Linked DNA regions of Mus musculus: all the other regions are linked to region 6. Evidence: chromatin contacts called from public HiChIP or PLAC-seq and promoter capture Hi-C data. All regions are on one chromosome and are shown on one strand. The core of a region is the stretch at or near the end of the contact, and the rest is flanking DNA. Distances in the headings are between cores, read along the strand shown. Region 1 overlaps Fanca (Fanconi anemia, complementation group A). Region 2 holds the start of Def8 (differentially expressed in FDCP 8). Region 3 holds the start of Fbxo31 (F-box protein 31). Region 4 holds the start of Tubb3 (tubulin, beta 3 class III). Region 5 overlaps Ankrd11 (ankyrin repeat domain 11). Region 6 holds the start of Snai3 (snail family zinc finger 3).

Region 1 (3,390 bases), core at 621-3,120, 820 kb after region 6:
TCCTCGGTTCTTACTACCCAGTTATCACTCCCGTTTCTGAATTCAGACCCTTGAGAAATGGAACCCACAGACATGATTGTGTCTAATAAAGTGACATGTACTACTCTGGCTTGGATCTGAGGTGTCCCTTAAACGCCAGGTGGGGAAAGCTTGTTGCTAAGCACCCGTGTTCAGGATGAGAGGCTTGTGAGGCCCTGACCACATCCGGGGCTGGGGACCTCCCTGAATGGACTACCGGGAACGGGGAGAACACGTAAGAGGTCGGGCTGGCTAGAGAATCCTCACTAGGGACGGGCTCTGGAGAATCTACCTTGTCCACAGTCGCTCCTTCCCTGTTTCTTGGCTGCTATACGTGTCACACCCTCCCTCGACTCAACCGCAGGACCACAGCCATGAGGACAAGTGGCCTTTGCTCCTTTAGCTCAGTTCTCAGTTACTGTGCCACAGCATCGGAGGACTGGCATGCCTGCTCCTCCCAAGGGCATCAGGCACGGATGGAGGTTTGGAATCAGGCTCCTTAGAGACACACTGGAACCTCAGCACGGCTCCGCTGCATTTTCCCGCTCATTCTGGGTTCCCCAGGGGCCTGAGGGCTCCATGTGCTCTTTCCTCTACGTAGGCTACCTTGTTAAGGTCACTTCTCAGAGCCTGCAGCCCAGCTTTCCTCTACGGAGGCTACCTTGTTGAGGTCACTTCTCAGAGCCTGCAGCCCAGCTTTCCTCTACGGAGGCTACCTTGTTGAGGTCACTTCTCAGAGCCTGCAGCCCAGCTTTCCTCTACGGAGGCTACCTTGTTGAGGTCACTTCTCAGAGCCTGCAGCCCAGCTTTCCTCTACGGAGGCTACCTTGTTGAGGTCACTTCTCAGAGCCTGCAGCCCAGCTTTCCTCTACGGAGGCTACCTTGTTGAGGTCACTTCTCAGAGCCTGCAGCCCAGCTTTCCTCTACGGAGGCTACCTTGTTGAGGTCACTTCTCAGAGCCTGCAGCCCAGCTTTCCTCTACGGAGGCTACCTTGTTGAGGTCACTTCTCAGAGCCTGCAGCCCAGCTTTCCTCTACGGAGGCTACCTTGTTGAGGTCACTTCTCAGAGCCTGCAGCCCAGCTTTCCTCTACGGAGGCTACCTTGTTGAGGTCACTTCTCAGAGCCTGCAGCCCAGCTTTCCTCTACGGAGGCTACCTTGTTGAGGTCACTTCTCAGAGCCTGCAGTGGAGGAAGCAGAAGAAGCAGAAGACTGCACAGCCCTTTTGCTGTCAGTTCGGATGTCGCAAAGCTGGGAGACAGCTTTGGCATCACAGCCACAGTGTCTGGGCCTTGTGATGCTCACCTGTGGGGTAAACTCAAAGGATGCGGTTGCTCTAGGCCTCTGCCACGGTGTGGACAATGCAGGCTCTCACCCAGTTCTGCTGAGTCGGGCACCGTTATGCAAACGTCATAAATACCTTAGCAGAGGGCAGGTTTGCTGCAGCAAACACATGGAGCTCTGTCCTCTCACTCACCTGTAGCCTGGAAAGAATATCCTTGTTTCCTGTGCGGCCACCAAGAACCAGGTCTGAGTCCTCTGAGTGATTGTAACTCCTCGAACTGAGAAGGAAACAGGAGCCTGCTCAGTGCTGCTGCGGTGCCGTCAGCAGAGCTGGCTGTGGTGCCCCTCCCTCCCCCCATCTCCACAGCGGAGCGTCTGCGGGTAACTGACAGCACGAAACTACCGACTACCAACAAAGGAAAGAATGGCAGGACACATGCATGCACCTTCTGCACTCAAGAGGCAGAGACAGGAGGATGACTGCAAGTTTGATGCCAACTTGGCCAACACAGCAAGTTCCAGGCCAGCCATGGCTAAACTGCAAAAGCTTATCTAAAGAAAGGGGAGTGTCTGAGGGACAGCTCAGTGGTTAAGAATGTGTGTCCACTCCAAGTGGCCGACCGACACCCTCTCCTGGCTTCTGCATTTGTGTTTGAGCATAGACACACACACACACACACACACACACACACACACACACACACACACACACCTACCTTTGTTTTTAAGGGAAGAAAAATTTACCACAACCAAGTGTGCTTTCTCGTCCGAGGTTTACCATCTGCTAACTAATCATACCCTTGACAATGGCACAAAGCTGCAGGGTGTCACCAACGAGGGACATGACTTCACAGGCAATAAAGCCTGAGCAACTCACTCAGAAAGAAGCTGCAGAAAGGAACTGAGTTTGCTACGTCAATAAACAAACCTCAGCTGTATTTCTATACGTTATCCATGAATAATTTTTAAAAAAGCCAGTCCTTCTATTTACAGTCACACTGAAAAGAAGATGTGCAGGCAGGAGGATTTCTGGGAGTTCAAGGTCAGCCTAATCGACATATCAAGTTCTAGGCTAGACAAAGCTACACAGTGAGACTATGTCTTTAGACAAAATAAAAATAAAACAGCAGAAGTAACCAAATGCCTACTGATGGACATGGGATGATAAAGATGATTATAAAGATGATGTATACTGTTTAGTGTCGGGAGCCATCTCGGAAAGGCTATGGCTAGCAGGCGGTCTTCCTGAGACGGATTCATCATGGATTGTGAACTATGGCCCTGTATGCAAGACCTGAGGGACAAATCTCAGGGTTTGATTCCTGCAGCTGATATGCCTTTCCTGTCCTTATTAATATAATAATCCTTCTGCATTAGCCCACCCTGCTGGGCAGATTTTATGCAGACCAGCGAAGATGGACTGTTTTATAGTGATGCTATACAAACAAATAGGTGATTTATTAATTCCTAGTGATGATTCTATAAGAATTCCTAAAATTAAACTAGTAATTATTAAGCCTTTTATAGTTAGGGCTACAACTAGAACTCTCTGATATAAAACCTCACCGTTAACTTACACTAATTTTCAATGAACCTGTGGAGCTAGTGAGAGAAAATGAATGTCCAGTTAGATAACTGGCTTCAATGGAAACACATACAAACATCTCTGTTGTAAACATCTTATGCAATTTATGATTTGAATTTGTTTAAACTTGTGGTAAATTACCATGTGATCTATTCTCCTAAAAAGGTACAAAAAAACCCTAGAAATGTCATTAGGTGGCAAAAGGAGAGGACAGAATTGGAAGGAAGAGGAAGAGAACAGTATGCAGAATGCAGAGAGAAAGACAAAGAAGAAGCTACAGAGAGAGCAGCAGGCTTCTCCTCACCATGAGATGGAGGAGCAGGGCTTTGCGTAACAAGGCAGGCTGTCTTACTAAAGAGGACAGCGCTTTCTTCTTACAGACTCGGGTTTAATTCATTTCGCAATAAAAAGGTAGAAGCTTCTCCTTTCTCTGTGCAGTAAAGGTTGGAGCTCATTTTTCACCCAGAATGACTGAGTTCTTTCTGTGCTGGCAGCTGGGCTTTT
Region 2 (3,087 bases), core at 483-2,982, 980 kb after region 6:
TGGTGTCTCTTCGCAGCAAAAGAACAGGGACTAAGATGCCACATTCTTCAAATGTCATTTTCTAAGTGTGTGTCAACTCATTTCCTTTTGAATCTTAAGTCAGACGTCCAGCCTCACTATCTAATCTCAGGCCCCGCCTTACTAGCCTCTGTGTCCTTCAGCACACACCTGATCCATTTGCCTTTTCTACTTGTCTGTCTGGTCCTTGGGCAATGCAGCCTCCTCAAGTCTTGTCCTGATCATTTTCTGGTGATGTGCCTGAGCATGGCATATAGTTGTACTCAATAAAAGTGCTGTTGCATGCTGGGCGTGGTGGCGCACGCCTTTAATCACAGCACTCGGGAGGCAGAGGCAGGTGGATTTCTGAGTTCGAAGCCAGCCTGGTCTACAGAGTTCCAGGACAGCCTGGGCTACACAGGGATACCCTGTCTCGAAAAACCAAAAAAAAAAAAAAAAAGAAAGAAAAGAAAAAAAAAAAGAAAAGAAAAGAAAAGAAAAAGTGCTGTTGCATCAACGGAGAAACTGTCAAGACTCATAGTAATGAAGACAGGCAGACGTGGCTCCATCCTTGACTCTCTGTGAAGGTGAGGGCCCAGTGCTAGTACAGATATTGGCTCATATCACAAGCACTGGTATAGGCCTTCTAGCACAGAAGTAATAATCCAAAACACTTGCCTTTAGCTCTTAGCCTTTGGGATGAGGAACAAAGAGTCAGTAGAAATGTCAGAGGAGAGTCATCAGACAGTAACGAGTGCCTCTCCGATATCTCTGCTCACAGATGAGGAGGAAGTATTAGGAGAGACATTTGGCTGTGGTTAGGAAAGACTGTATCCTAAAGGCTGAGCCAGAGAGGCCTAAGTGTGGACCTGGCCTGTTAGGGGTAAGGAGGGTGAAGTCTGGTGAGAGAGCTGGGAGGTGAAGTCTGAGGCAGACTTCTTCCCTGGGATCCTCCAACTGCTGGGCTTGAGGTGCAGAGGGAGTCTGAGGGTGCTGAGGCTGTCATGGCTGTGGTGTCACCGTGGGGTGGGGAAGAAGGGCTGGTCCTGAGTCCGGTGGAAGTTAGATCAGACAAAGGAATGTGATCAGGAACGCACTGAAGGTTGGCCTCAGGTGGGAATGATTTATTCACTATCAGACAGAGGTGTGTTAGGTGTGTGGTGTGTGTATGTCTCTGTGTGTGTATGTGGTTTGATGTGCGTGTGGTGTGTGTAGTGTTATGTTGTGTGATGTGTATGTGTGGTGTGTGTAGTGTGTGTGGTGTGTGTAGTGTGTATGTAGTGTGTCATGTGTGTATGAGGTGTGTGTGTATGTGTATGGTGTGTATAGTATGTGTGTAGTGTGTATAGTGAGTGTGTGGTGTGTATGTGGTATGTCGTGTGTGTGTCGTGTGTATGAGTGTGTGGTGTGTAGTGTGTGTGTATGTGGTGTGATGTGTGTGTGTGGTGTTATTGTTGTTTTCTCAGATAGGACCTTTGGAGCTTGAGACGCACCTTAAATGTCTCGATGGTGGTGTCCTGGGGACAGCTGAATGTCAGTGTTGGGGATGTGGGGACATTGAGGGGTTACCACTGTGGAACCATTCCCTTGAATGCAATTACTAAGGCGTGGGGGTGGGGGAACTCAGGAGAAAAGACTCAGGGCAAAGGTAATGGACTCTATGGACCAGAAGCAGGAGACTTGGAGGTGCTCCAGCGAGCCAGCAGGGCAATCGGTGTCATGAACCTCCTGGCCGGAGGCGGCAGCAGCGGGCGGAGGAGCCGGTACAGTGTATCAGCGGCGGCGAACTACAGTGTAGCCAGCCGGTCCGGTACAATGTAGCGGCAGCCAGGTAAGCCAGAAAGCGGTCTCTGTAGGTGTCGGGGGGGTCTGGTGGGAAAGCAGGCGAGGGTCCAGATCTCAGCATGCAATCGCCACTGGTCGGACTCCGGGATCGGGCTTCTGACCCACGCACTCATGGTGCAGAACTGGCAGAGGCCTCAAGCAAGACGTCCAGCTCCCGGCTGCCGCCTGCTGGCTCTCCGCTGTGCGCAAGGCCTTGGTGACCTCATTGGTCCCCGCAGTACGTAGGGCAGAGCTTAGCGTCCACAGATGCCGACCCCCACCCCCAATCACCGGGTGGCTTCAGAGCCTGAGTATGGGACTCCCGGCCCAAGGACCCGCAGGGACTCGCCTTCTGCTATGTTGAGCTTTTCTGAGCCTTCGGTTTCACAACTATGAAATGGGTGAGGAAGGTCGTAGAGACCTGCCCCAGTGGGGACAGTCGCATCCTCAGAATGAATTCACGTTATAGCGGGTAGAAATGTGAGGTGCGCTTTGTTGCGCCTTCTGGGGTAGTTGAGAATTATTAACACTGGTCCTGCTTGGCCTGGATTGCCTGTCCATCCTTTTTAAGGGTGTGAGCAAATAGGATGTACTTTGGACTCCTGTGGCCCTTGGACTAGCACTTTTTGGTGGCTAAAGTAACACACCGGAGGCGGGCTCTTATTCACCATAATCTGTCTTGAACTTTCACCCAGTGCCTCTGATGTACCACAGACCCTTGGTCTTACTCTGAGGGTTTCAGTTGTCAAGTTGTAATTATTATTCGATTTAGGAGAGACCTCTGCAGGGGCTGGATGGAACAGTTTTCTTTTTTTTTTTTTTTTTTTTTGTCCTTTCTTGAGTATCTTTCCTGAGGCCAACCACGGATTCTGGGTGCAGATCTCTGTAAGGCTGGTGGGGAAATAGGAGATGGGGTCCTACTCAAAGCCGGCTGTTGCTTCCTGCAGCCTGGGCTGGGCTGAGGTGCTGTCTATTCGTACTCAGCTGAAAGAGCAATATGGTTCTCCAAACTGGTTCCAGACAAACCAGGAAGATGGGTTAAATGGCTCCATTGCTTAATTCATTCCTTGCTTTTGTTCCTGGTCAGGTGGTGGCAGTGCCAGTCAGGACATACATAAGGGAGCCATTTTCCTGGGAAAGGTAGCCCAGAGGAGAGTGGAGGGCAAGCTCTGGTCAAGGTCTCCCTGTCCCTCTGACTATATTCTAAACCATCGGGAGGTTTCCAGAGAAGGCGTCTGGAAGGGGCTCCTGTGGGCTCCACCCAGT
Region 3 (2,967 bases), core at 132-2,631, 880 kb before region 6:
ACCACTGCCAGAGAAGAAACAGATGTCCTCTAACCTCCAAAGACATGCATGCCCCTCTCTCTCTCTCTCTCTCTCTCTCTCTCTCTCTCACACACACACACAATAACAATAAACAGAGTAACAGAGTAATTTGTAAAAAAGAAAGAACAGTGCTCAGACAGAAGCTGAAAACAAACATCACCCATCCTGTGCGACTAAAGGTTACTACTGAGGATCTTATACAAGAAAACAAGACAAAAGACAAACAGGACGTTACATTGGGCCAACAGACATACCAGTCATGTTCAGGACTGAAGGCTTTGCATACTTATTATAAAAGCCCCTACCCAAGTCACAATCCCACTCAGACGTGGGGTAAGATTACCCCAACTTCCCACAGTGCGAAGGTAAGGGGAGACAAGCCAGAACCCTGATGTCAACCGTGAAATTACACAAGAACCCTGCAGCAGGGAGGACCTGGGGAAACCGCTTCCTCACACAGCCTGCCATCCCACAATCCCACTTGGAGAAGTGCAGGCTCACGAAGATGAACCACCCCAGAGGTTTTCACAAGATAGATGTAAATCCCCTGCATTTCTACAAAATGCACAAAGCAGTCTCCGGCGTGCTGTGGCCAGAAGACAGAAAAGGCTGAAGCCCACACACAGTCAGAGCACTAGCCTGTGTGACATGCAGGCAGTGGAATCCCTGATGTTCCCTTCACGGAACAGCAAGCCTCCAGGACACACACACACACACACACACACACACCAACAAGCCATTCAGGCTGAGTACCGTGATGTATGTACACGGACGTAAGGCCTTCAAATGGGACTGTGGCCGCTTTGCGTCCTCATTATTCCTGCACCGGGAGGGTGGGCTGTAGGTTTGGTTTAGGGGGACGGGGTCTGACATTTTTAAAAACAGGATCTCACTCTGCAGCCCTGGCCTGCTAGCTGTCTGGTTTTCTCACTCTGCAGCAGGCCTGGTTTGGAACTCCACACCATGCTCCTGCCTCGGCCAAGTGTCCGTACTAGGGGATGCACCCGCTCACCCTCGCGGCAGCGCCGTCTCCAGATGGTGTCCGTGTGCAAGATTCGGCGGAACCTGCTGCAGACCTGAGCCAGGCTGGGCAGGTCGGTGCCGGGCAGCGACGCGAAGATCTCCACGAGCAGCTCAGGCGGGAGCTCCAGCAGAGAGCAACGCGCCGGCCCCGCCTCGATGCGCTCCTCCTCGGGGTCCGTGTCCGCCTCACTGTCCGCCGCCGCAGTCTCGGCCGGGCCGCGGCGCTGCTGGCGGCGGCGGCACCCACGCGCGGGGCCCACGCCGCAGAGCCGAGCACACACCGCCATGCCCGTCACCACCGCGGAGGCGCGCACGCGGACGCGCACGCACAGCGCTCTGCGCAGGCGGCCAGGCAGCCGTAGTCCCGCTTGCAGGCTCCTCAAGCTCCACCCCAAGCGTGACCACGCCCTCCGACCCCAACCCCTCACACGCCCCCATGAAGACTCGCCCCGCCCCTAGACGCTCCCACCCTTCCAAGCCCCACCCAGACGCTTCGCCCCGCCCCTTGAGCAGTAGGCCCCGCCCTACGTGTTAGGTCCACGCCCTTGTATGGAGCCACACCCTATTTCCAGGCTCCGCCCCCAAAACGTTTGGCTAGAAACTTAGGACGCCCAGCTGCTCACTAAAAGAGGGTCGCCGGGTTCAGCTCCGGAAAGCCCCGCTCCTAGCATGACCACACCCCTCCCACAAGTCCCACCTCTGACCCCGTTTACAGGGTAGAACGAAGGGGTTTTACCTTAAGCAAGAAAACAATGCAGGATGCCCCGTGTGAGGATCGAACTCACGACCTTCAGATTATGAGACTGACGCGCTACCTACTGCGCTAACGAGGCTCCTTAGCAGCAAGCTCGCTGCCAGGGCCTTTGCACAGGTGGTGGCCTCGCCATGAACAAAATCTGGCAAGGGAAACCATAAACCAAAGCTACCGTCGCCTAGCAACACTACATCTAAACTAACTTGCCAAGATTACCTTGGTTGCAAAAGGAAAGGTCTGGTGCTCAGTGAGGTGGGAGTTCCTGGTGTCCCCAAACCTGCTCTCCAGCTCACATTGCCCCGCGCAGCACAAGGCGTCTAGAAACTTCCCTCTCAGGAAAAGAGTAGTCTGGGGTATCCTCCGCAGCTCTGCCCTTAATGACCCTATATAACAATATCGCCTATTTTTTATTATTAAAATTAACCGTTTGCGTGGCGGTCTCTCATCCCAACTTGGGGCTAGGGGATCAAGGCAGGAGGATCAGAATTACAAGGTCACTCTTGGCTACTTAGTGACTTTACGGCCAGCCTGGGCTACGTGAGACCCTGTGCCTCCTAGCAGTCCGCTCAGTAAATTATCCCAACAAGCAAACAGATATTACCTAATGCATTCGTTGATTGATTAACAATAGCATTAAGCAAAGGCTCCACTTGGTGGCCTGTAATCCTAGACCTTAGGGAGATGAGTCAGGAGGGTGGGGACTTTTCAGGACAACCTGAGCTATGCGGCAAGATTTCATGTAAAAAACAAAACAAAACAAAACAAAAAAGACTTAAATTACCTGATAATATTAACATCGTGTAAAAGTGTAGCTGAGCACACGCTGCCTCTTGTCCCCGTGTGTTAATGCCCACGGGGGAGGGTAAGCTCTTTGTGGGCATGTGGCTGAGACCCTAGACTGTCTGCTCCAAGATGAACCCTTCTGGTCTATCATTCATGGGCTGTCAATCAGCCTTCACTGAACAACTGTGAGAGGGGTGTGTGTGTGTGTGTGTGTGTGTGTGTGTGTGTAGATGCTGTAAACAAAATGCTGGCGAGTTCCGCATTGCTCATTCACTGTAAGCTATTCCCTGACCTCCTGGCCTCTCTGACTGCCCAGGTCACATTTCTCACATTCTAGCCCTGGCTTCTGTCTCACCTCCATTTGGTCCATCACCTCACTGGATTGG
Region 4 (3,170 bases), core at 605-3,104, 950 kb after region 6:
AGAGCCTGTCCCTTTCCTGCCCCCACCCCACCCCCCATGTGTAGGACTTTCAACCTACTTTGAGCTCTCCTGAGAAGCCCAGGGGTGGAGAGTCCCTGAGGCACACGTAGGGTGGACCAGGACCAGGGGCTGAGGTCTGTTTCTATGGGACACTGCCCTTCTGGGAGGAGGTGGGGTGGTCTCAGTGCTCTGTCAGATTTGGGAATTAGACAAGACCTTTCAGGCGTATCTGAGTCCCAGGAGAGTAGCACCTGGGGTGAACTAAGAAGCTTGCACATCCCTGAGCCTTTCTGCTGCTACAACCTGGGATTCCTGCAGCAGAGTCTATCTTGAGTCCCCACTGGTACTGAACACTTCTTTGTCCTCCTCCTTGGGGTGGCCTCTCAGTCTGGAGTGAGATGCCCTCAACCATCAAGTCAGGAAATGGCACCAGGCCAGGACCTAGCCACACTATCAGCTCCAGCCCTGCTGGACTGAGATTGGAAGCTGGTTCCCGGCAGGGCCAGCCTTTGCTGGAAGACAGGACCATGAGTCAGCCTTTAGCCTGACACCATAGCTCCCTGGGGACACAGAGAGCTCTGGCCTGATGTCATCTGTCAGAGAAGCATCCCAGGCCTCTGGATGCTTCTAAGCATCTTCTCTGTCCAGACAAGGAGACAGAGACAGATGCTCACCCAATACTTCTTGAGCCAGGCCAGCTGGAACCACAGAAAGCCACATCATGGACACATTGTGGGGGAGGGGCATCTCTTGAGAACAAAAGACCCATTTCTAAACTCGGCTAACTTGGATGCTTACCCTCAGAGAAAGTTGTATGCGCAGCCGCTCTATCCAGCGTGCACCCGTGCGTGCAAACTGGACGAAGGCATCTGCAGGTGTTTTTAAGCTTTTTAGCGGCTCTTGTGAAATGAATGTTTGTGGACCATTGAAGTGTGGTACTATTGTCTCAGATTCTTCCCGAAGAATTTTCTGTCACTGAAATATCAAATAGTCCTCATAAGGTGTCACTGGTCCTAGATGAATATTAAATCAGTGTTGTCTGTGAATTTGCATGCCCTCCTGATTCTGCTTCCCAATGGGCCCCCTCCACACACAGTCTCCTTACCTAGGTAGCTCCAGCTCACCTCGTGCCCCCTCTTCACCCTCACTTGTACCAGAAGCACAAGGGTACCAATGACATCAGGCATGGCTCAGACAAAAAAAGACTGTTCGACATGCTCCACTGAGTGGGTTGTATATCCTTAGAATTTTTCACAGAGATTTTCATGGAGCAGGGGTACTTGCCAGATACTGTGTGTGCATCCTCACACCCCAGGTACATTTGCACCCTCGGCGCAGCCCTTTGTGGAGCCGCGGACTGGTAGCCCTCTCTTCTCCAGAAAATAGTGACCTCAGAGTTCGGAGCTATAATCCGCCACCGTCCTGACTAGCGTCCCCAGGTCTGCACAGAGGTCTCAAGAAGGGTTTCGCTTCCCCTGCCTCTCCCACCTCAAGCGACTCGGCGGACTCAGAGAATATGGGTCTTGATTCTTAAGCACTTGAGAGAAAGAAAGACCCTCTTCACAAAGCTGCAGGGTGGGGATGGGGCAGGGACAAAATGGGGAGGCAGCTACTGGGGTGGGGCACTAAGGGGCCTGGGTTCTATTGTCCCCAGAGCGGATTGCCCACCGGTGGCCCCTCCTCCGAAGGCGCGGCCAGACTTGCTCCGCATTGTGCGGGCGGATCTCGGTGCCGGTGCTGATGCTGCAGAGCCTGCCGCATTGTGCGGCGCTCCAGCATTGGCCCGCAGCGCTTACATCAGCCAGCGAGGGCGGGGCAGCCTCTTATAAGAGGGCGCGGCGGAGGCTGCCGATCCTCCGCAGCCTGCTGTCCGCCTGCCTTTTCGTCTCTAGCCGCGTGAAGTCAGCATGAGGGAGATCGTGCACATCCAGGCCGGCCAGTGCGGCAACCAGATAGGGGCCAAGGTGAGGCTGAGCCGTCCGGCGTCCTGCGTCCCCACAAGCGCCAGCCCCAGGGCGGTGGGTGGAGGGAGAGAAAGGCGACTCTGGGAGCCGCTAGCGGAACAAAGGGAAGAGCCCAGCCCCTTGCCCCGCTCCTGGGACCCCGGGGTCCCCAATCGGTTCCCCTCAATCACGCCACTCTGCACTGCGCCCAGGTTGCAGGAGAAGGCTGGGGGTAACCCTTCTGACTCGCATTCCCATCCATTCTGCGCACCCACACACACCATCAGGTACAGGGGATGTGGTTGGGGGGCGCCGACTGGGCGTGGCCTTCTTTGAGGTTGCCACTTAAGCCTTGAGTAAGATGGGTGTGTCGGGCAACTTTGGGTGGGGCTCTCCCCTAAAACCATAATGACTGTACATGCCTGGATCCCCACTGGAGAACTAGACAGTCTTCAGGGAGCAAGGCCGCCCTCATATCCCCAACCTTGTTCAGCTCACCCAGTTTCCTTGCCCCACCCTGTTCCTTTGTTGGAGGAGTTCGGCCTGCACTCCAATGACCTTGATCCAGAACTGGACTCTGAAAATCTCCCATCTCTAACTGTGCGCTCCCAAGGCCTCCCAGTCGGGATTGAGCACAGAACAAAGCCGACTGCAAGGATTGCCTCAATTTCCCCTCTATTGTTAGCCCGCATCCAGGTGTTGAAGCCAAGGCAAAAGAAAAAGAAAAAGAAAAAGAAAAAAACGGGGGGGGGGCGCGGGGTTGGTGCAGTGACTCCGCAATCCTACTATCATTAGTGAGGTAGCTGTCCTGTTTCCAAGTCCTTAGGAGACTGTTCCTTACCCAAGGTCACACAGCAAGTGGCAGACAGAACTACTTGATTCCTGCAGAAGCCCAACCTCCACTTGGGTTGCATTTGAGTGGGTGGGGTCAGCTACCTCAATCTTCTCCCTTCTGAACAACATGAAACGGGAGCTTTGTCCAGATGAATGCTGGACGGGGCTTAGGGATGCTAGTTCCCAAAGGAGGAGGTTGGGTAGACAGGTCCTGGGAGGGAGGGGACGAAGCAAAGAGTACCTCTGGAGGCTGTTGCCATAGAAACCGGGCAGGAACAAAAAAGCTAATTACCACGGGCTGGGCCAGTCACGTGGCTGACATGTAAATTACAAGTTTGGCTCTTGGGTGGAGGTTCCTCTAGTTAAAGGGGAAGGGAAGCGGCACCACAGAGA
Region 5 (3,041 bases), core at 443-2,942, 560 kb after region 6:
CTTATATACACACCATACACATACACACACACACACACACACACTTATATACACACCATACACAGTAATAATAATAAAGTAAAAGCCCAGCAGTGGTGGATCACACCTTTAATTGCAGCACTTGGGAGGCAGAGGCAGGCGGATTTCTGAGTTCGAGGCCAGCCTGGACTACAGAGTGAGTTCCAAGACAGCCAGGGCTACACAGAGAAACCCTGTCTCAAAAACAAGTCAATCAGAGCACTGTAGGGATGTCTCAGTTGTTAGGAGCACTGACTGCTCTTCCAGAGGAACCGGGTTCAATTCCCAGCACCCACAGGACAACACAGAACTGTTTGTAATTCCAGTTCCAGGGCTATCTGACACAGACATATATGCAGGCAAAACACCAATGACCATAAAATAAAAATAAATTAGAAAATAAATAAATAAACCTTTGAATGAGCATCCATGAGGATTTCTAAAAAACAATATTAAAGTTAGCCTTTAAACAAGAATTCATGCAGATGAACTCAACCCTTACTAATTTTCTCTCTCCTTTCTTGAATAGACACTGAATAGTACACCTGGGTAGTACAGGGGGGCAAATGGCTTATTGGGAAACTTCACAACTGGGGACTAATTTTACATGTTATTCATGAAGTCATTTTTCAATAGACTCTCCTGATTGCTTTCTCTGCAGGATTATCTTACAGAAGAGAAAAAACCTACAACATTCTTGAATAGCCACTGGAGCTAGACATACAAACTAACTCCCAGGTAAGAAGAAAGCCATGAGCACTCCACTGGAGGACAAAGCTGACAAACAGCACCTAGATAAGGAGAGAATGTGACTTCTCTCTAATGGAGCAGGTTCTGATGTTCTTGTGACCGTCAGGTGAGATGTTCCCTCCCTCCCTCCAGGGAAGTGGGAAGTGGAAAGGCCCACAACCCAGCACTGCATCAGCAGTCACTAACACCTCAGCTGTTTCTATAGCAACCAGGAAGAAAACATAAAACTCCCAGCTTTATATATTGTTCTCTATTACAATGAAATATTGAAGTCAGGCAAGGAATTTTGACAAGGAACCAAGTAGACCGTATCTATAACATTAATGCTAATTTTTTATTCACCACCCACATGGAACTGATTTTACCTTCAATTCTAAAGTAAATCATTATTCACATCAGGAATATGAAAATTACTTATGAGCAATAAACATTTCTATCTAGAAAAAAAATCTCGAAGCCAGGCGTGGCAGCACACAGCATCACCCCAATGCCTGGGAAGCGGAGGCGGGAGGACCAGTGCTCCAATGCCAGTTCCACAGAATAAAGACTGAGGGCGCGAGTTACACAAGACTAGGAGTTGGTTTGTTCTTGTTGTTCTTGTTGTTGTTGCTGCTGTTGCTGTTTTTAAAGCCGGGCATAGTGTCCCACCATGGGTTTTAATTAATCCAATCACTGGAGAATCAGAGAGAGGTAGGTGGGTGAATCCATGAGTTTGAGGCCAGCCTGGTCTACACAGTGAGTCCCCGGACAGCCAGTTACATAAAGCCCTGTTTCAAGAGCAAAGGAAAAGAAAAAAGAACTCCAACTCAGTACTTCAACTAATCACACAAACACATGTACAAAGAGGCTGGCAAGATGGCTCAGCAAGGACATTTGTACCTTGATGTCAACTCCCAGAGCACACATTGTGAAAGGAGAGAGCTCACTCTCCCCAGTTGTCCTCTGACCTCCACACACGAGCTGTGGCATATGCACACCCATACTCATGCACACCCATATTCATGCATTCATATTCTCTTCTTCTGTCAATAAAAAAACTGTACAACACAAATCAAACCCAAACACTCTATGCCATAGCCTTAATAATCCACAAGCAGGATGGTCACTCTTCCTCACACAGGCAGAATCACAGCTCTTACTACAAGAATGTTAGTATTTCTTACTATCCTCTGGTTCTAGACTATTTATAGAACAGAAAAGTGATTGCTGTGTAACAATGTAATTCACAAGCCAACAGGAAAAAAATACAAACCAAAACCTGGCACATCAGGAGAGGCAAATCCAACCAGCACACCTGCCTCTAACCAGTTGGGGCAGGCAAGTTGCAACACTGTCCTGACTCAGCTAGGCGTGGCTCCCCAGCCCAGTAGTTACAAAAGCACACACACAAAGCCTTTAGGGATAAGTCTCCATAAAAGGTCTTTTCACTGGAGCAACAGTGGTTTGGTTCCTAAGTAAAGAGGCTCTATGTACCACTGCCTATATGACCAGCCACCCACCAGAGCCCAGGCCACAGCCAGTACCACCAAAACACAAAGCTGCTCTTCTCTCCCATCCATTTGGACTATCCAAGAACCACTTTTCCCTTGCATCCAGACCCACTTCTGATCTTGAGTCTAAGTGCATTTACTGGTAGTAAAGCTGACTGAACTCAAGGATCCTATGCACACTTATGCAATGCTTTATTTCATGTTCCCTTCTGCCTTTTCAGGCACTGTTCTACACAGAGGCAAACCCATTCCCTTGATACACATGAATATCAGGAACTCATCAGCACTTTTTAGGCAGAGACAGAAGTGCTATCAAATCCAAGTAAAACGCAATCCCCAGCCTTGCAAAACCTTTCACTTTCAGGTTACCAGGTAGTCGTGGATTTCAAACATCTGACCCACAATGAATTCAAGAAAAGCAGAACACACAGGAGATACATAGAGTCTTTTAAGCTGGATTTGAAGATCTAGTTCCAGGGGTTCTGTCATTTTCTAGCTTCTGGGGATATCTACACACATATATCAAATAATCATAAACACACATCATTTAAAAAAATAAAAATATAAAACTGCCCGGCGAGCCAGTGCATTCTTTTTTTTTTTTTGGGGGGGGTTTTGTTTTGAGACAGGGTTTCTCTGTGTAGCCCTGCCTGTCCTGGAACTCACTCTGTAGACCAGGCTGGCCTCGAACTCAGAAATCCACCTGCCTCTGCCTCCCCAGTGCTGGGATTAAAGGAGTGTCCCACCACCACCAGGCTCCAAGACAGGTTTTTAAAAAGCAAT
Region 6 (2,963 bases), core at 74-2,573:
AGGAAGTAAGCTGGTATGTGCTCTCCAAGTGCAATCTAAGGTTTTAACTCTTAAAACAATGGCCTAGGGCCAGAGGCATGGCTCAGTGGTAAGTGCTTGACTAGTCTTGTGTGGGGCATTGATTCTATCCTCCATACAAGGAAAAAAAACTACATTCACTATAAGTACAACTTTCTACCTCCTCTGTAAGGAGACCCAACCACCCAACCAAAAGAAAAATCACACTCTAATAGCGTCTGTTATAGAACTGCTGTTGGTGACTCACTAAATTGAATCAAAAATGTCTCCCCCACCCCCAAGAGCAGGGTCCTAGATAGCACCCCCTGGTGGCAGCAGAGGTGATGATGGGGCCTGATCCAAGAACTCCCACCAGCTGGGGCTATATGAGGGGTGCTGGCCTGAGGCCCGACATCCAAAGTGTCCCGAGGCACTGGGCAACTTCCTAGTAGGTCTTTCTCTGAGAAGTTGCCCACCTGAGTGGGGGTAGCTCTGACCATCAGGCTGGCTCTGAAGATTAAGGGTTCTCTTCTCAGGTGCTCAGACCTAAAGCCCCTGAACCTAGCCGTAAAGGTGGACAACTGAGCCTGTTGTGTGGAGGTCGGCTCTTCCTTGGTCACTGCACCAGGAGAGCAAGGAGGCTTCTGGGAAGAGCGAAGACCACCAGAGGTTGTTTGCTCTATCAATGAGCTCACCACCCACGAGGCAGGATGCTCTGGGGGAGTCCTGCCTTTTCTCACCAGCCACCATCTGCGGGTAGGACAAGTTTCCTGGCCTTGTGGTTAGTGAGACCTTCTTTAGGTGGGTGTATACAGCGCCTGGGACATACTTTAAGTTTGGACCCTTCCAGACCTGCACAGAGAGGACTTCAGGACTTCAGCTGAGCAGTCCGCAGGGAGAGCTCCGGGGAGATCTGGGGCTCAGGAAACTTTGCCAAGTGGGGAGCCCAAGGCATGCCCGAATCTTCTGAAGCAGAGAAGTTAGTTGCCCTGGGCACATCCCTCTTAGAGCCCCAGTCTTAAGCCAGAAGGGGAACCTCCTCCTCTGTTGAAATGGAAAACTCTAGCCCCTTCCCCTCTCACCTGGGGCAGGTGTGACCCAGCTCCCAAGGACTTCCCAGCTGCCTCCAGCCCCGAAGCGCTGCGAGCTGGGGGCGGAGATCCGGCCAACCCCTACCTCTCAGTGTCTCCAGTTTCCCGTAGTTGGGGACCCTGTGACTGGAGTGCGTTTTCACCAGGAAGGAGCGCGGCATGGTCCCCTCCCGAGAGCAGGCAGAGTCTAGCCAGAGCCTGCAGCGGGATTACCGACTGCAGAGTCTGGCGGCGCCGGCGGGCCGCGCGGCCGGCAGGTGCGAGAAGGGTCAGGCTCATTAGCATAGCGCACCACCTCAGCCAACCAGCGCGGAGCACGGCGGGGCGGGGCCGCGAAGCCACGCCCAGGACAGGTGCGCGGGCGGGGAACCCGCCGCGTGGTCGGCGGTGTCTGCCCCACGGGACTCCGCTGGCCCGCGTCATGGTCACGCACCGACCCCGCGGGGGCTCGCCATCGACCTGCCCTGGATGAAAGAGCAGAGTTCAGGGTTAGGTGACAGGTGCCAGCCAACTTGGCCGAGCAGAGTCCCTAACCTCTCCAGCATCCTTTATAATCCATGCCCAGGAGAGTCGGAACAGCCCTGTCTGGTTGTCTAGGCTCTCCGTGTGGATGTTTACGACGTTAGAGTCTGGTGGGACAGTCTCTGGGGTAGGTGGACAGAGCACCAACTGGGTGTGTCTGTCTGTGGCTGAGTAGCAGGGCTGTGTGGCCAGAACTGAACTTTACCCTATAACCCCACATTCCTTGGCATCTGTGGGCTGAGGTGGGAAGGGAAGGTGAGTCGGCAGCGTAGGAGACAGTGGGGGAAGGGGCCTGAGTCACCCTGGCGTTCACATTCACGGTTGCAGGGCACGGTAGCTGGTGTCATTCCGTTTCTGGGAGAAAAGCAAGGTTCTGAGAGTTCTGTGGTCGACAGAACTGGTAACATTAGCCCACACTCCTGGCTGGTCAGATGTGGCTGCAAGTACTCTTTTGTTATGGTGTAATTGTGTGGAAATAGGGCATCTGTGGGAAGGCTATCTGAGGACACATTCCTGCTGGCTGCCCATTCCCCTGTACCTTGGATTTGTAAGTAGCCTTTTTTGTAACCTCTCCCCTTCCAGGCATAGATAAAAAGCCTATGGTTCCTAAACCGGCTTGCACTTGCATATCCTTCCTGTCCACCCACACAATGCGTAGCCTTGGGCTGACTCTCCCAGCTCATCTCCTAACCTCCTTAAAGAGGGATGATCTGGCCTGCTTGAGGGGAACTGCCAGTTTCATGAAAGGTGCTGGGCCCACCTTTGAGGCGGGGCCCCAATAGGCTTCTGACATTCATAAGCCATTACCGTGAAGGAAATTGGAGATCCCCACTTCTCTGAGCCCCCTCACCTTGCTGCTGTGCAAGTTCATTCTTCAGCTATGACTCACAGTTACAGGCCAGCAGGCTTCATGCAGCCCCAGGGAAGAGGTAGTAGCTGTCTCCAGCACTGGGGTTTAAAATTCTTAAGCCCACGGCTGTGGGAAGCCTTCCCAGCGGGAGAGAGGCTTGCCTCAGCCAACACAAGCCTCTTCAGGGCTTTTCCTAAAAAGGCTGAGACAAGCTGTCTGTTGCCTACGCACGCTGTGTTGCTCCTTCAGCAGAAGTACAGGTTTGGGAACCACGCAGGGCCCCACGCAGATCTCAGCCACCCCCAGAAGCACATGGAGCGGGCCACAGGAAAACCAGCAGCCCTGACAATAGTGAGGTACACTCACCCAACAACTCCACCTGCTTCCTCACAGGGGGCTCCCACCGACCGGCCCACAGGAGGAGATGCAGTCTGTTTATGCCTTGGTCCCTGGTATATTGCCAGAGCTAATAGATAGTGTCACTCATGGGTCGGACTGTGTCT

Evidence for each region. Promoter capture Hi-C pulls out the DNA fragments that hold promoters and counts their contacts. HiChIP or PLAC-seq counts read pairs in DNA pulled down with a chosen protein or histone mark. Capture Hi-C pulls out chosen DNA fragments and counts their contacts.
Region 1: an HNF4G HiChIP or PLAC-seq map of pancreatic cancer cells shows a contact between it and region 6. The contact joins the enhancer-like site here to the promoter of Snai3 in region 6. A contact is called at or near these places in 8 of 39 promoter capture datasets (the SN4741 cell line, embryonic stem cells, frontonasal cranial neural crest and 4 more), 7 of 115 datasets of contacts at active chromatin or transcription factors (T-cell acute lymphoblastic leukemia, astrocytes, double positive thymocytes and 4 more) and 1 of 9 other capture datasets (embryonic stem cells).
Region 2: a contact with region 6 is called in a promoter capture Hi-C map of liver, with 2.3 times the contacts expected there. The contact joins the promoter of Def8 here to the promoter of Snai3 in region 6. A contact is called at or near these places in 4 of 39 promoter capture datasets (the C10 cell line, hematopoietic stem and progenitor cells and liver), 1 of 484 Hi-C or Micro-C datasets (the Ba/F3 cell line) and 1 of 9 other capture datasets (liver).
Region 3: a promoter capture Hi-C map of embryonic stem cells shows a contact between it and region 6, with 2.3 times the contacts expected there. The contact joins the promoter of Fbxo31 here to the promoter of Snai3 in region 6. A contact is called at or near these places in 1 of 39 promoter capture datasets (embryonic stem cells) and 3 of 115 datasets of contacts at active chromatin or transcription factors (bone marrow-derived macrophages, microglia and pancreatic cancer cells).
Region 4: a contact with region 6 is called in an H3K27ac HiChIP or PLAC-seq map of thymic regulatory T cells, with 7 times the contacts expected there. The contact joins the promoter of Tubb3 here to the promoter of Snai3 in region 6.
Region 5: a contact with region 6 is called in a promoter capture Hi-C map of neutrophils, with 5 times the contacts expected there. The contact joins the enhancer-like site here to the promoter of Snai3 in region 6. A contact is called at or near these places in 8 of 39 promoter capture datasets (embryonic stem cells, fetal liver, hematopoietic stem and progenitor cells and 4 more) and 5 of 115 datasets of contacts at active chromatin or transcription factors (embryonic forebrain, memory CD8 T cells, neural tube and 2 more).

The regions. Positions count from the first base shown.
Region 1 is chr8:123,276,766-123,280,155 of GRCm38.p6, forward strand. Fanca (Fanconi anemia, complementation group A) reads right to left here. Exons shown (of 43, transcript NM_016925.3): 31 at 1,495-1,579. Among named protein-coding and RNA genes, the nearest start is that of Vps9d1, 24 kb to the left of the region's middle. Within about 2 kb of position 1,871, at least 19 of the 459 cell types and tissues checked have an H3K27ac peak or open chromatin away from gene starts, as enhancers often do. A contact at or near this core is called in the SN4741 cell line and pancreatic cancer cells, where this site is marked.
Region 2 is chr8:123,441,224-123,444,310 of GRCm38.p6, forward strand. Def8 (differentially expressed in FDCP 8) reads left to right here and starts at 1,733. Exons shown (of 12, transcript NM_054046.5): 1 at 1,733-1,828.
Region 3 is chr8:121,577,425-121,580,391 of GRCm38.p6, forward strand. Fbxo31 (F-box protein 31) reads right to left here and starts at 1,382. Exons shown (of 9, transcript NM_133765.4): 1 at 1,034-1,382. The coding sequence starts at 1,331. n-TMcat17 (a tRNA gene) reads right to left here and starts at 1,877; the gene lies at 1,805-1,877.
Region 4 is chr8:123,409,699-123,412,868 of GRCm38.p6, forward strand. It overlaps Tubb3 (tubulin, beta 3 class III), which reads left to right and starts at 1,855. Exons shown (of 4, transcript NM_023279.3): 1 at 1,855-1,964. The coding sequence starts at 1,908. It overlaps Mc1r (melanocortin 1 receptor), which reads left to right. Exons shown (of 1, transcript NM_008559.2): 1 at 1-1,046.
Region 5 is chr8:123,019,364-123,022,404 of GRCm38.p6, forward strand. All of the region lies in intron 1 of Ankrd11 (ankyrin repeat domain 11), which reads right to left. Among named protein-coding and RNA genes, the nearest start is that of Ankrd11, 21 kb to the right of the region's middle. Within about 2 kb of position 1,693, at least 115 of the 459 cell types and tissues checked have an H3K27ac peak or open chromatin away from gene starts, as enhancers often do. A contact at or near this core is called in embryonic stem cells, hematopoietic stem and progenitor cells, liver and 2 more, where this site is marked.
Region 6 is chr8:122,459,366-122,462,328 of GRCm38.p6, forward strand. Snai3 (snail family zinc finger 3) reads right to left here and starts at 1,324. Exons shown (of 3, transcript NM_013914.3): 1 at 1,174-1,324. The coding sequence starts at 1,249.